2 separate regions of the Mus musculus genome follow, and region 1 is linked to region 2. Evidence: chromatin contacts called from public HiCAR-type data. All regions are on one chromosome and are shown on one strand. The core of a region is the stretch at or near the end of the contact, and the rest is flanking DNA. Distances in the headings are between cores, read along the strand shown.

Region 1 (6,375 bases), core at 1,671-4,170, 890 kb after region 2:
GGCTTACAGGAGGCATTAGGATGGTGAAGACAGCATGGGATTTTTATCTCCACAAGGCTAGGTTTGCAGTTAAGCCTTGTAGTGGTCTGGTTATGTGGGACAGAACAAGGTTTGACCAATTCACATAGCAGTTGTGTTGCTGAAGACACCGCTTTTGTCGAATGGTGGAGACTGTGGCTACCACAACGAGCTGTGATTTGATAGACAAAGATCTGGCTTGGGAAATCAAGAAAGATATTATTTAGAAGCATCATAGTTTTAAAAATTAAATATTTTGCTTCTTTACGTGTGTATGTGTGTATGTACATGTACACATATGTGCACATGAACATGAATGCACACCTGTGTGCGTGCACACACACAGGTAACTTTGGAGGTCAGAAGAGTGTTGGAACTCCTGAAGATGGGGTTATCAGTCACTGTGAGCTGCCTGAGAAGGGTGTTGGGAGCCAAACTCCAGTCTTCTGTGAGAGCAGTATGTACTCTTAACTACTGAGTTATTGCTCTTTAAAACCCCCCGGAGACATTATGTTTTTATAGCAGTTGGAACCCTGAGAAAAGACCGTCATGTTTTGTTTGTTTGTTTGTTCTTGTTGCTGTTGGTGGTGGTGTTTTCTTTTTCCATGAAAACAATTTTTATTTTTGCAAAGTTTCTTTGGGAAACTTGAAGATTATACTCTCTACTTGGTTTATCATCCCAGTTCTTAGCAACCAAGCTCTTTGGATATAACTATTCCAGTAAACTCTGCGTCTCTGTCCTATCCTATTCACCAATACCTTTCTTTTCTCCTCCTCATATTCCTGGAGCTTGCCTGTCTACGAGAAGAAACAGAGGGTTATAAAGAACAGTGTACATTTGGACAGCATGGTGCTCATATTCAGCCTGGGCCAAGGTGGCTGTACAACCAAAGGTCTATGAATAATGGACATTAGAAATCCTGGAAACCAAAGGGTAAACTGTGGTGTAATCTATAATATAACCACTTCTGATAGAATGCCACCTTTCAAAACTTTGTATCCATATGGCTTTACCTATATGCTGGTCTGTTCCTGTGTGCTTCCCTATGTGTAGCCTGCGTGTAACAGTGTGCACTGGATGTCTGCCTGCCCAGCAAGCCTTCCCCTAGTATGAACAAAATATATATTATCTACGTGTGGTTTCTAGGTTCTCTTCAACTGCCTGGCCTCTCATAACCTGACTTCATTCTTGGCTTCAGAGCTTAAACTTCATGTGGGATGTAGTTAGCAGGATTCAGCTGCAGGGATATACTCGATCCCTGCACTGGTAGAGACTGCCTGGTCCTGGTGGATACCTTGCTGGGGGAGGAGTCAACTGGCTGGCTGATTGTATCAAAATCTGTCGGTAAGACACTCTTCCACTTTGGTGAAAGCCAAAGTGCCTTATTTAAGAACCAAGAGAAACTGAAATTTGGGATATGTAATTTAGAACAGGAGCTCATTAAGAAACTTTATAAAAGGAAACTAGCTCAAGAAAGAAACCAGGGAGAGTCTCACTGATAAGGCCAGTGCAGAAGAGAATCAATAAGGAAAAGGAATGTTTGCATGATGCCAATGCAAATCTTCCAGTCTCTACCTTATATTGTTAACAGTTATTCCTGTTGTAATGCGCTGTGTCTATACTTGTGCCCTTATGAAATACCTCTAAGATAACGCAATGCAGGAATGCATAACTTTTTATCTTTATATCTATAAAACATAACACAGTAACAGATTGCTAGGAATACAACATCAATAAATACCAAAAACCCCACAAACTTGATATAAAATAGAGATCATTTTAAAAGGATGCTTACTTATCCGAGGGACTCTCAACTGGAGGATTGCCTCAATCATATTGAGTGCTATGCGTGACCAGGGGCATTTTTCTTGATTGCCAATTGCTGTAGGAGGGCCAGATCACTGTGTACAGTGCCATCACTGGGCAGGTAAATCCTGGTGATACAAGAAAGATAGCTGAACACAAACGCAACAGCCCGATAGTAAGCAGAATTCCTCACTCGGTGGTTTCTGTTTTACAGCAATAAACAAAGCCTTGCTTTAGTTTCATTGCTGACTTACATCAACAAAGGACTGAAACCTTCACAATGAAATAAACCCATTGATTCCTAAAATGCTTTTGCTCAGTGCTTTATTACAGTGGTACCGAGAGAGAAGCCTGTGGCTGCGATGAACCTGCTTTGGGGGTAGCACTGTAGAACCATTTGGAGATCTGAGCTGAAAAAGATGTTGAGTGCTTAGACCTTACTAGGCTGTTGCATGGGAACTTAACTATAAGAATGCTCAGAGAAATCAAGATGACGAAGGCCCGGCTCCTCAAGTTTGAGAGGGAAGAAAAGTCTCTGTTGAGGATCTTTGTGTGATATATTTGAATTAATCTGGTGTTTGGTCAGCAGGGGCTGGAGAATCATCTGTGACTGACAAGAGACTAGAACCTAGGAATAAAATCTCTTTCCTGGACAACTGATGCTGCTCATCTGGGGATGAGAAATCAGGATTAACAAGAGATTAGCATCATTGAGGTGAAATCTTTCGGGAAGTATTTCCACAGGGTTAGTGTACAGTAGTTGCTGTACTAGTAATGGCTATGGATGTGGGGCTCTTTCTACATCTAAAGTTGGAAGCTGAACTTAATTCTGTATAAGGATCACCCATCTAGCACTCGTTTTGAAGGCACAAGTGATGCAAGACCAAGGAGGGATATGGAGAGTGGCTGACATTTGGCATGTGACAAGTTCTGAAGAAAGAAGAGGAAAGGGAATTGGTAAAAGTATCATTTTTAGTGAGGAGCCCAGAATTCTGGAGTGAGAACCATAGGACATCCACCAAGAGGAGTGGCTGCTGTTTTAAAGAGATGGCCTGAGACTCTTAGACAGCTATGGCTGGCAGAGCTGAGCTACCAAGCCTTTTGAAACTAGGTCATGAGTGAGTCCCAGATGTGACACAGAGTGACTTACTGGACTTCTGTTTTATGTTGATCTGATTGTAATTATGCCCTGCTTCTCCTCCTTTCTTGGAAAAGAAAGTATTTAATTTCTTTTTGGTTTTACAGGAGTCACAGTTAAAGCACTTTAAAGAGACACTGAACTAGCAAAAGTATGTTATTTTTGAAATAATTCTTCGGAAATCTCATAGAATATATCTATATCTTCACCCTATTTACCTCCTCAGTCCTCTCCTCAACTCTTCCCAGAGGAGCCCCTCCCCCTGCCCTCTCACTTTGTGCTCCCCCTCTTTTTTTCTTTTTCCTTTTCTTTTTCTTTTTTTTCTTTTTAGAAGAGATTATGTCACAGTAGTCTTAGTAGTCCTACAGCAGATAGCAGTAGTCTTACTATCTCCTTGCGTTTCTTCTGTGATGTGTCCTAAGTGTTAGATGGAAGGGTTATGATGTAATGTATTAGTCAGGAGTGAGAAGCATCTCTGGCCGGTAGTGGCTTTTCTGTAGTGATCTCATTGATGTTGGGTGAAAACAATACTTATCTGGGTGTATAAGGTAAAAGTAAGTTAAGTGAATATGTTATTTAGACTGCAGTGAGAAAGTTTACTGGTTTAGGGGAATGGTAACAGCAGGTGTTTTAGGTTCCATGGCCTTATCATCTATGGCTGGTTGCCTAAGTTTACAGTGTTAGGCATGAATTGCCTTCTAGTTAGGCCTTAAGTCCGAGTCTGAGGCGTTTGAATTACCCCCAAGGTATAAGTTCTACTATTGTATCTTTTGGGATATCTTGCTTTTTATTCTGGCCATTGTTGTAGTTTGTAGGCGTTACCGGTTTGTCAAGAGTGTGGGACTTTTAATGTACTTATTTAAGTTATGATAGTCACGTAAGTTCTTGAAGACTAACAAGAAAGAAAAGGTTATAGCTTAAGGTGATATGTTGATGTTGGTGTATCAAATTGTCAAGGGGTACGGTTCCTAGTTTGCGTTAGCTGTCAACTGGATATAGACTTGAGTTATTGGAGAGAAAAAATGCTAGCCTGGGAGCAGGGCCAGTGAGGAGCGTTCCTCTGTGGAATCTGTTGTAGCTTCCTGCTTTGAGTTCTTGCCTTGAAATCCCTCAGCAATGGACTAATCTGTAAGATGAAATGAACACGTTCCTTCTCAGGTGGTTTTTGGTCATGGTGTTTATCAAAGCAACAACAACAACAACAACAAATCCAAAGAAAAGCAGCATATGTATATGTATATGTATGTGTATGTGTGTGTGTGTGTGTGTGTGTGTGTGTGTGTGTGTGTGTATGTGTATGTGTATGTGTATGTGTATGTGTATGTGTATGTGTATGTGTATATGTATATGTATATGTATATGTATATGTATATGTATATGTATATGTATATATATATATGTACCTTGGGAAAGGAACAGATATAGGGACATCTTGAGGGCCTGGTATCTGTCTTGTCATTCTAATATGCATTGTGCCAGCTTCACTCTTCTCATACACTATTATGTCCTCAAGCTGGGAATGATAATGGCTCATCACAGTTCCTAGGCTTTGGAGAAGATAACAACAACAACAACAACAACAACAACAATAATAATAATAATATAGAAAAGCTAGCTAGAAGGCTAAATAATACCCCCTGTGATAGCACATAAGAGACACTCTCTGTGGTAGCACAGTCAAAGTGCTTAATATACTAGTATGCTGACTTATTAAATGAATTGGTAGATAAAGTCTCTTGTTCCTCTGAAAGATGAGAATTATGTCTACCTCCCAGGTTTTGTATTGAAGATAAATATTATACCACTTGGTGGGTAGTGCACAGTCAACAAAGGCTATTTAAGTTTTTATCCTTGATCTTAGCTTAATTAAGAATGTAAATTATGTGAGGATTCACCACAGTAGATTATCTTTTCCATATTTATTATTTTATCCGATATTAATTTTATAGAATAATAGGTTCACTATTTTCATCATGTATGTTATATACTTTGGTCTACCCCTTTTTTCCATCCCTTCTTCTTCTCTTTTAACTCGTTCTCCCTGTAGATCCTGCATATTAAAGGAATAATATATAATTATATTTTGAGCCTAGATTATTTTGTATAGCATAATGACCTACAGTTCACACCCCTCATTTTCTGGGATTGTCATGAGATTTATATATATATACATCCCATTTTCTTCATCCACTCACCTGTTGATTGATACAGAGGGTGATTCACAGTCTTGGTTATTGAGAAGAGTGTTGCCTGTGCAGATATCTCCATTGTATGATGGCATTGATTCCAAGGAGTGTCATGGCTGGATTATAATATAGTTCTATATTTTAGTTTTTGAGGAATCTCTATTCTAATTTCCATAGTTCCTGTTTAACTTAAATTTCCACTATTGGTTTATAAGGGCTCCCTTGTCTCACATCCTCTTCAATATTAATATTTTTGTTTTTGTATTCTTTTTCTTTCAGAGCTGAGGACTGAACCCAGGGCCTTGTGCTTGCTAGGCAAGTGCTCTACCACTGAGTTAAATCCCCAACCCAAGTTTTTGTATTCTTGATAGACATTTGGACTATGTTTGAGAAAGAATCTCATTGTGAATTGAGTTGCGATTCTCTTCTGACTGAAGATTTTATTTTTTGTACAATTATTAGCTATTTGTGCTGCTGCTGCTGCTGCTTCTCCTCCTCTTCCTTCTTGTTCTTCCTCCTCCTTTCCTTCTCCTTCTCCCCCCCTCTTTCTCCTTTGTGTTAAATTACCCATATCTTTAATTGGATTGCTTGTTCTTTTGGGGTTTAAGTTTCTAAATATATTCTGGATATTCATCGTCTCTTGGATGAAGAGCTGGTAAATATTTTTCTCCTTCTGCAGACTGACTCCTCATTGTGTTGATTCCATCCCTGAGCAGAAGACTTGTAATTTGATGTAATTCCCTTTTTGAGCTATTGGGGACACACTCAGAAAGTCTCCCAGGGGGTCTCTCTTGCTTTGTTCAGGGGGTTCTAAGGTTAAGAGCCAAGATTTTGGCATTTGCTCTCCTTTGATTTTTGAACAGAGAGGAAGAAGGGGATTTAGTTTTAAGTGTGTGTGTGTGTTTGTGTGTGTGTGTGTGTGTGTGTGTGGTTTTTCCAGCAACACTTGCTAAGGAGAGATTTCCCCCAAATTCTAACAGGTAGCTCATCTGATCATTCTTCTACAAAGCTCCATGGACAGTTTTGATTATTTTCTGCCTAGTGGTGAAGCTCAAACCTAGGTTCTCATGGAACTTTAAGTAATGTTGTGTACACACACACACACACACACACACACACACACACACACAGTCTCTTCCTCACCCCTTTCCTCCTCCAATTCTTCCCTCCCTTCCTCTCCTCTCTCCACACCATGCAGCTGGTTTGAGGTTAGCCAACTAGTCCTG
Region 2 (6,469 bases), core at 1,000-3,499:
AACTGTGCCTATGCACCCTAAATGGTTTGCAAAGCATTCTCATATATATGACCCTATTATTCTCAAGATAACTGCTTGAGAAAATTAACACAAATATAAGTAATCCTCATTTTTATTCTCGAACCATCTATAGAAAGGAAACCTCAAAAGAAGTCACCAAGTTGAGGTGTTCCACTATGTTTGAGGCTTATGTACCCTGACCCTTGCTAGTCAGCATACAAAAGTTTGGCTGCTCTGTTGGTCTGGGTTCAAACTGAAGATGACAAGGAACAGAGCCATGAGGGCATACAGCAGGAGACAACCTTAAGATAGCACAGCTTGTTCTGCCGGAGGTGCATAGTCTTTGAGCTCGCATACTGCCCCATCTCTTTGTTGTAGCTGGTTCTCCTTTCAGTAGTTAGAAACTTGGTTCTATTCTTTCTCCTTGGAGTTGGCTTTAACATTTCTTCTTTTGCCTACATTTATCCTACCTGCAGTGCTAAGAATCCAGAAAAGGATTGCTTGACCTTTGTGTAAAGTAACCTGATCAAAAAGGCGCTGTGGCACAGGACTGTAACCCTAGATAGAACTCAGGAGGCTGAGGCAAGACGACTGCAAGTTCAAGGCCAGCTTGGCAATTTAGCAAGATTGTCTCCAGTTAAAAGTTAAAGGGGGGCTGGAAGTGCATCTCAGTGATACAGCACTTGCCTAATACTGGCAAGGCCCTGGGCCAACTAGGAACCACAAAAAGCAAAATAAAATAAGCCTGATTTTAACTTGTAAAAAAAAAAAAAAAGAAGTCACCAAAGCAGAAGGAAACAAAATCAACAAGATGGAGTCTCCTTCTCCTGACTAAAGAATCACAGACAAAAGAATCCATCAATTTTCTAGAACGGAGACATGAAGAGTACCAAAGTCCATGTTTTGAACACAATAGATCTGTGTTTTGCAAGCAATGAAGATGTCACTGGTATCCCAGATGAGCATGATGTTTCTACCTTAGTTCAAAAAGCAGGAAGTAGTGAATATCTGAACTCGAGAAGCTTGCTAGAAGATATGTGTCTTCTGTGGATATCTGAATACACAGGGACGGATGTCTCCTCACTCACAGCCTGCTGCAGGGAACTCTCAGTAAGTAAGAAAGCAAGTCTGTTGCCTCAAAAATGGAAAAACAAAACAAAAGAAGAAGATAGAACTGTCTAGGATGATGCTGAAGTACTAGAGAGGATGAGAAAACTAAGCAAACATATTTCTTCCTATTCATATCTGGAAGTGCACCCCAGTAGTCTCCTAAGAGGGCCTATATTGAGGAAATGTATTACTGTTGAGAACTGACAAAGGCACTAACTTCTCTTTAATAACTGTGTGGTGTTTCTCAGGGGCCTTTCATCTGTAGATCTCAGAAGGTTTTGCAAACATCAATTAAATATTGCAACATTACCCTTGAAGTAAATATTATGACTCCTATTTTCCAGATGAGAAACAGAGTCTATGGGGTTTGCCTAAGGGCTATTCACTGGGACGCCAGGAGGTTGAGAGTCTTAGACCTAGCCACAGAGAGCTTGGGCCTTGCAATCTGGTTTACATAACGAAAGGTTTTCAAAGAAATGGTCTGCCCTGGTCCTTAAGATCTAGAAGATTCCCTTATCAAGGAGACTGTGCCTAAAACTCCGAAGGCTGAGGGAGCGGCTTCATGAGTCATTCCCTGGCCTCCTAGGTAGACATCACTTCTCTCACCTACCACACAGACAAAAGCTACTGCTTTCCTCTCTATGGCATACCTGGGAGGATAATTATTTGTGTGACACCTCATCTATCTCACAAGACTCTGCCCACTTCACTCTTCTTCATGCCTGGTATATAGTCTGAGGTCAGGAGTAAATGTGACTTGAGCTTACAGTGGAATTAGAACGGAAATATAAAATAGTAGACAACTTCTAAAAACTGTTAAAAAAAAAAAAAGAAAAAAAAGAAAAAGTCAACAATTCTTCCCGCTGTGAGAACACGAATCAGGCCTGCCTACAATTTGGATTTTCAGGTCAATGAAGACACTCCTGGGTTTTTATAACTGCCAAATATTCTTAGCCTTCATACCAGTTTTCTATTGGGATGTTTGAGCTTATCCAAACTTTAATGAAGGACTTACGTGGAAACCCGAGTATGTGCTAAATACACAGATCTTGGCTTGAGCATCAGAGCTCACAACTCAGCCAAGCACTGCTTTCTCTTTCTCCTTGTTAGTCATTCTGTGACCCAAGTCCATGGAATGGAACTGCCCACACTCCTTCCTCAGTTAACCCTCTCTGGAAATCCCCCCTTAGACACATGCAGACACATGTCTTCTAGGTAAATCTAAATCCAGTCTAGGTGACATAAAAGCCCACTTTCTACAATTATTAGATTCCCCAAAAGCTCCTGGATCTCTCATAATAGGAAATGTGTTTAATTCATTTGTAAGAGCTTTCAAAACCATAGCATTTCTAATGTTGTTCAAAAGCTCAAAGTCTAACTCAGTCCTTGTTCCAGCTGACCCGTCATGAGCCAGGACTCTGCTGCACACATCTCTCTCCATATGCTGCTCTTCCCACCAGAATGTCTGATTAAGTTTGTTTTCAGAATTCTAAGGTTTCTCTAGCCTGCCTCTCCGATGTGCTCCATATTTTTCTGCAAAGACCTACAAAGCACATAACCAGGTCTGTCACAGCAACAGCCTACTCCATTTCTGCAACAAAATACTTGACACATGCAGCTTAAGGACAGGAGGATTTGTTTGGGCTCAGAGTGTGCGCAAGCAAAGTTCCTCATGGTGGACAAAATGCAACGTGAAGCTAGAGGCTTGAGCTGTGGCAAAGGGACCATAATGCAGCTGGTCACCTGGCAACTGTAGCCAGCAAGGAAAGAGATGCTGGTGCTCTATAGAACATTTTGTTAGCACTTTCAAATTTGACCCTCTTAAGATGCTGTGAAGGATATGATGGAGATGCCATCCTCTTATTCCATTGATGAGCTTTCTTCAAGGTTTGTGACCTTTTCTGAGTCTCACAACTCCAAAATAATAGGACTGAATCAAAACCGAGGAGCCTGGGAAAGATTCCAGCGAAGGCACAATCATGGCCCCTTGAGCAGCTGCCTGACCCTCAGGCCTCACTTCCACTACATAGAAAACAGAAGTCTCTTGGGTGGCCATCTTGCTAGGGTTGGCCAGCCCACTCTGACATCCTACTATGAGTTCTCCATACTAAACCTATGGACCAATCAGCTAAATTTTTCTCAACTTATTAGCATGTTATCATAACTACATTATTAGTCTGGCATAACCCCAATATTCTAGCTATTTATGATGATAATTAACCTCATTTTAAAAATGCTTCAGGAAGCAGTTCTTGACATAATACACTACCCTTTGCTTAGTCACTGCTTTCATGATTCTAGGTGCTCAGGTTAGTTCCTTGCAGGAAGGACAGCAATGGCTGCTCCCTGTGACAGCCTCTCCAGCCTTAAGTCTCATATGATCTTCCTTCTCACCTGCATATTCTTTCAGAAAGTTGCTTTATACTTCCAACTTGGCAGTCAGTTCTGGAGACCTACTAGTGGTAAGTGGCTGTCAAGCATGATCAGTGTGCTGAAAAACCAAGCAACAGATGATGTGGCTGGGGCCTGAGAAAGAAGTGCATATCCTCTTTCCCTGCATCCTCAATACACGCTGGTTCTTTCCTAACGCCAGAGCTCAGATACTAAAACATCACTGGCTGGGCCTGACTATGCAGTTAAAGTTCAATCTTCTGTTTCTTCATCTGGGCACTGGAGAGCAGACTCCAGGGTCGGGCTCACAAAGATCTTGCTAGAGCACCCCTCCAAAGCATCCGCTGTTGAATTGAACAAATCAACAAGGACCCTGCTTACATCTGTTTGCACGCCTACCTTTCCTTAACTTGACTGGAGTGTGTAAGGTTTCTTATCTGGCCATGCATCCCTGTAAATGTGTGTGTGTGTGTGTGTGTGTGTGTGTGTGTGTGTGTGATGCAAGGTGGGTGCTTAATCAGTTCGTGCTGAATTAATTAACTTTAAACATGATTATGATGCACTTTAATAGGGTACAGGTGGGACAACTGTTAGCTTCAGTCATAGGTAGTGCAACAGTCATAGAGACACAAACAATAGCAGCCAAACTAGTTTTTCGTAAGAGCTCTCGGCGTTTAGGCACCTGCTGGGACACAAAGTACAGTACATGTGCCTTGTTTTTCAGGGCTCTTTCCAGCCGCCATATATTTGTGTCTTAAAAAAAAAAAAAAAAAAAAAAAACCTCACCTAATCTCTTACCCAGATCCTTACCAATTCAGTTATATGGGTCCAGAAAAGGAGGAAGAGCCCACTTTTACCAAGGTCATCGGAAGCAGTCCAGACACAAGAGTTCACAATGAATCGAATTCTCCATTTCTAGTCTGGAGTATCTGGCACTGAACACACTGTAACAAGTCAAAAATAATTAGAGAAAGGCAAAATCATTAGATCTACAATTAAAGAGGGTTTTGTTTTTTACCTTCAAACAGCCTTAACTCCCCCAAACACAAGTGATTTGTATGTATCTAAACTGGGATGTGTGTTTGTTAATAGACTGAAATAAATAGATACTGCTGTACTATCACGCAGAGAGCACGGACAGGTGAGAGGAGGTCCCTGGGGCTCATTTACATTCAGCTTTCAAAATAAGATATGAAAAACACCCCACAGGAGAAAGCAGGACTTTTGAACAGCGATATTTTGCAGTTCAGTGATTCCTAATGATTCCAGAGACGCTGGTGCCTGTCACTGTGTGTAACCACTCTTCTCGAGCACTTATATTTAGTTAGAGAGGATGTTGACAGCAAATAAGAAAACGGCCCCCTACACACAATGTAAGGTGGAGTTTATGCTCTAGCCACCCGATGACACCTTGAGGCTGAGTTTCTCTTATTTATAAATCAAAGATATTATTTCCTTTACTATAAAGGAATATTGTTGCAGAGTGAGGTAGGGCAGGGGAAAAACTAGCCATATAGAGATATTATACATTGAAACAAGCTTTTATCTCGAAACACACACACACACACACACACACACACACACACACTGAAAGAAAGGAAGAAAGAAACAAGCTTTTAAAAAATTGAATCTTTCAGTGTGTGTGTGTGTGTGTGTGTGTGTGTGTGTGTGTAGAGGGCATAGGCCAGCTCTGTGGAGTTAGTTCTCTCTTTCCACATTTAGATATTTCCAAGGACTTGAACATGGTGGCAGGGGTGGGGGTGGAGGGACATCAGTATGCATTTGCAGCAAGCACTTTTACCTACTGAAGAATCCCAGCCACTCCACAGAATAACCTCTCAAAGGTTACTAGTTTCTTCCCCTCTGATATGCAGTTTGGAGAAATGTTATCCCAATGGAATTGGCAAGACAGCTGTTGGATAGAAGAGTCAATTTCTCTATATATGCCTTATGTCTAGGTGTGGAAGGTCTCTTCCTTCCTCCTTCTCCATTTAGACAATTGCTTCAAGGTGGGGTGCTACATAGGTGGCCTACTCCTGACCTCTCTGCTCTCCGTGAGTGGAAAGAGCAGTGATGACGTCTCTGGTGGGCTATTTAGAGGTGAGCCTAGAGCCTGGGTGACTTCTCTCCAGCTCTCCATTTCTTTTCACTCCTGATCTAATCTGCGTTTAGGGAATGGTACCGTGTGAACACAGCAAGCATGACCATGGATGTGTGTGTGTGTGTGTGTGTGTGTCTGTTGTGATGCTCAATGGTAAAACGTCTGCTGAGCATGCATGAAGACGTGGGTTCAGTCCCAGCACAGAATAAATAAATGTCTGAAGAAAGGCCACACACATGAGAAGAGCCTTTCTTGACTTATCATTGCTGGTGACGAGGTATGTAAGTCACCACAATCCTGGGTCCAGTGTTAAAGTCCATCTTGCCCTTCCAATCTCTCCGGTGGGTGTTTACTGTGCAGTCAGTGAATTAAAGCAAATGCAAAACAGAAAGATAAAATGCTCCAACTCATGGCTTCTTCCAGAGTGTCACTTCTGTGGTTACTGAGAAACACGTTTGCCTGTCACCTCCAGTGCACTTCACATCGTCTTACAAAAGTTCCCTCTCGGGAGGCTTCCCGTATACTAAGACCAAGGAAAATGGCGGGCACTGGGACTGTTCCTACGTGTTCTTTCCCCCCTCAGAGCTCTTGAAGCTGTAGTGACTTCCACCCCATTTCCTTCAGCACCTCCCAAGGGTATTCCCCTCAAGGGATGTCTCTTTTCTACAGACAAACACATCCTCTGGTTTTTCTGCCCTCTTTTCTCCATTGGTCATATTCTCTTTCTTTTGTCTCTGTCACAACTTGATTGGTTGTCACTGCTCCTTCAGTCCGACAACCCCAAGAGCAGTATGAACCACAGCTCCAGTGAAATGCAGAGGAAGGTCTTCGTCTTCTGGTGAAATTAGATATTACACAGAAAACACT

What was found. HiCAR-type assays count read pairs that join an accessible place to other places.
Region 1: a HiCAR-type map of fibro-adipogenic progenitors shows a contact between it and region 2, with 4 times the contacts expected there. The contact joins two enhancer-like sites. A contact is called at or near these places in 1 of 484 Hi-C or Micro-C datasets (bone marrow-derived macrophages) and 1 of 115 datasets of contacts at active chromatin or transcription factors (fibro-adipogenic progenitors).

The regions. Positions count from the first base shown.
Region 1 is chr16:25,222,096-25,228,470 of GRCm38.p6, forward strand. No RefSeq gene overlaps it. Among named protein-coding and RNA genes, the nearest start is that of Gm32196, 47 kb to the left of the region's middle. Within about 2 kb of position 2,921, at least 12 of the 459 cell types and tissues checked have an H3K27ac peak or open chromatin away from gene starts, as enhancers often do. A contact at or near this core is called in fibro-adipogenic progenitors, where this site is marked.
Region 2 is chr16:24,332,377-24,338,845 of GRCm38.p6, forward strand. No RefSeq gene overlaps it. Among named protein-coding and RNA genes, the nearest start is that of Gm38456, 39 kb to the left of the region's middle. Within about 2 kb of position 2,250, at least 14 of the 459 cell types and tissues checked have an H3K27ac peak or open chromatin away from gene starts, as enhancers often do. A contact at or near this core is called in fibro-adipogenic progenitors, where this site is marked.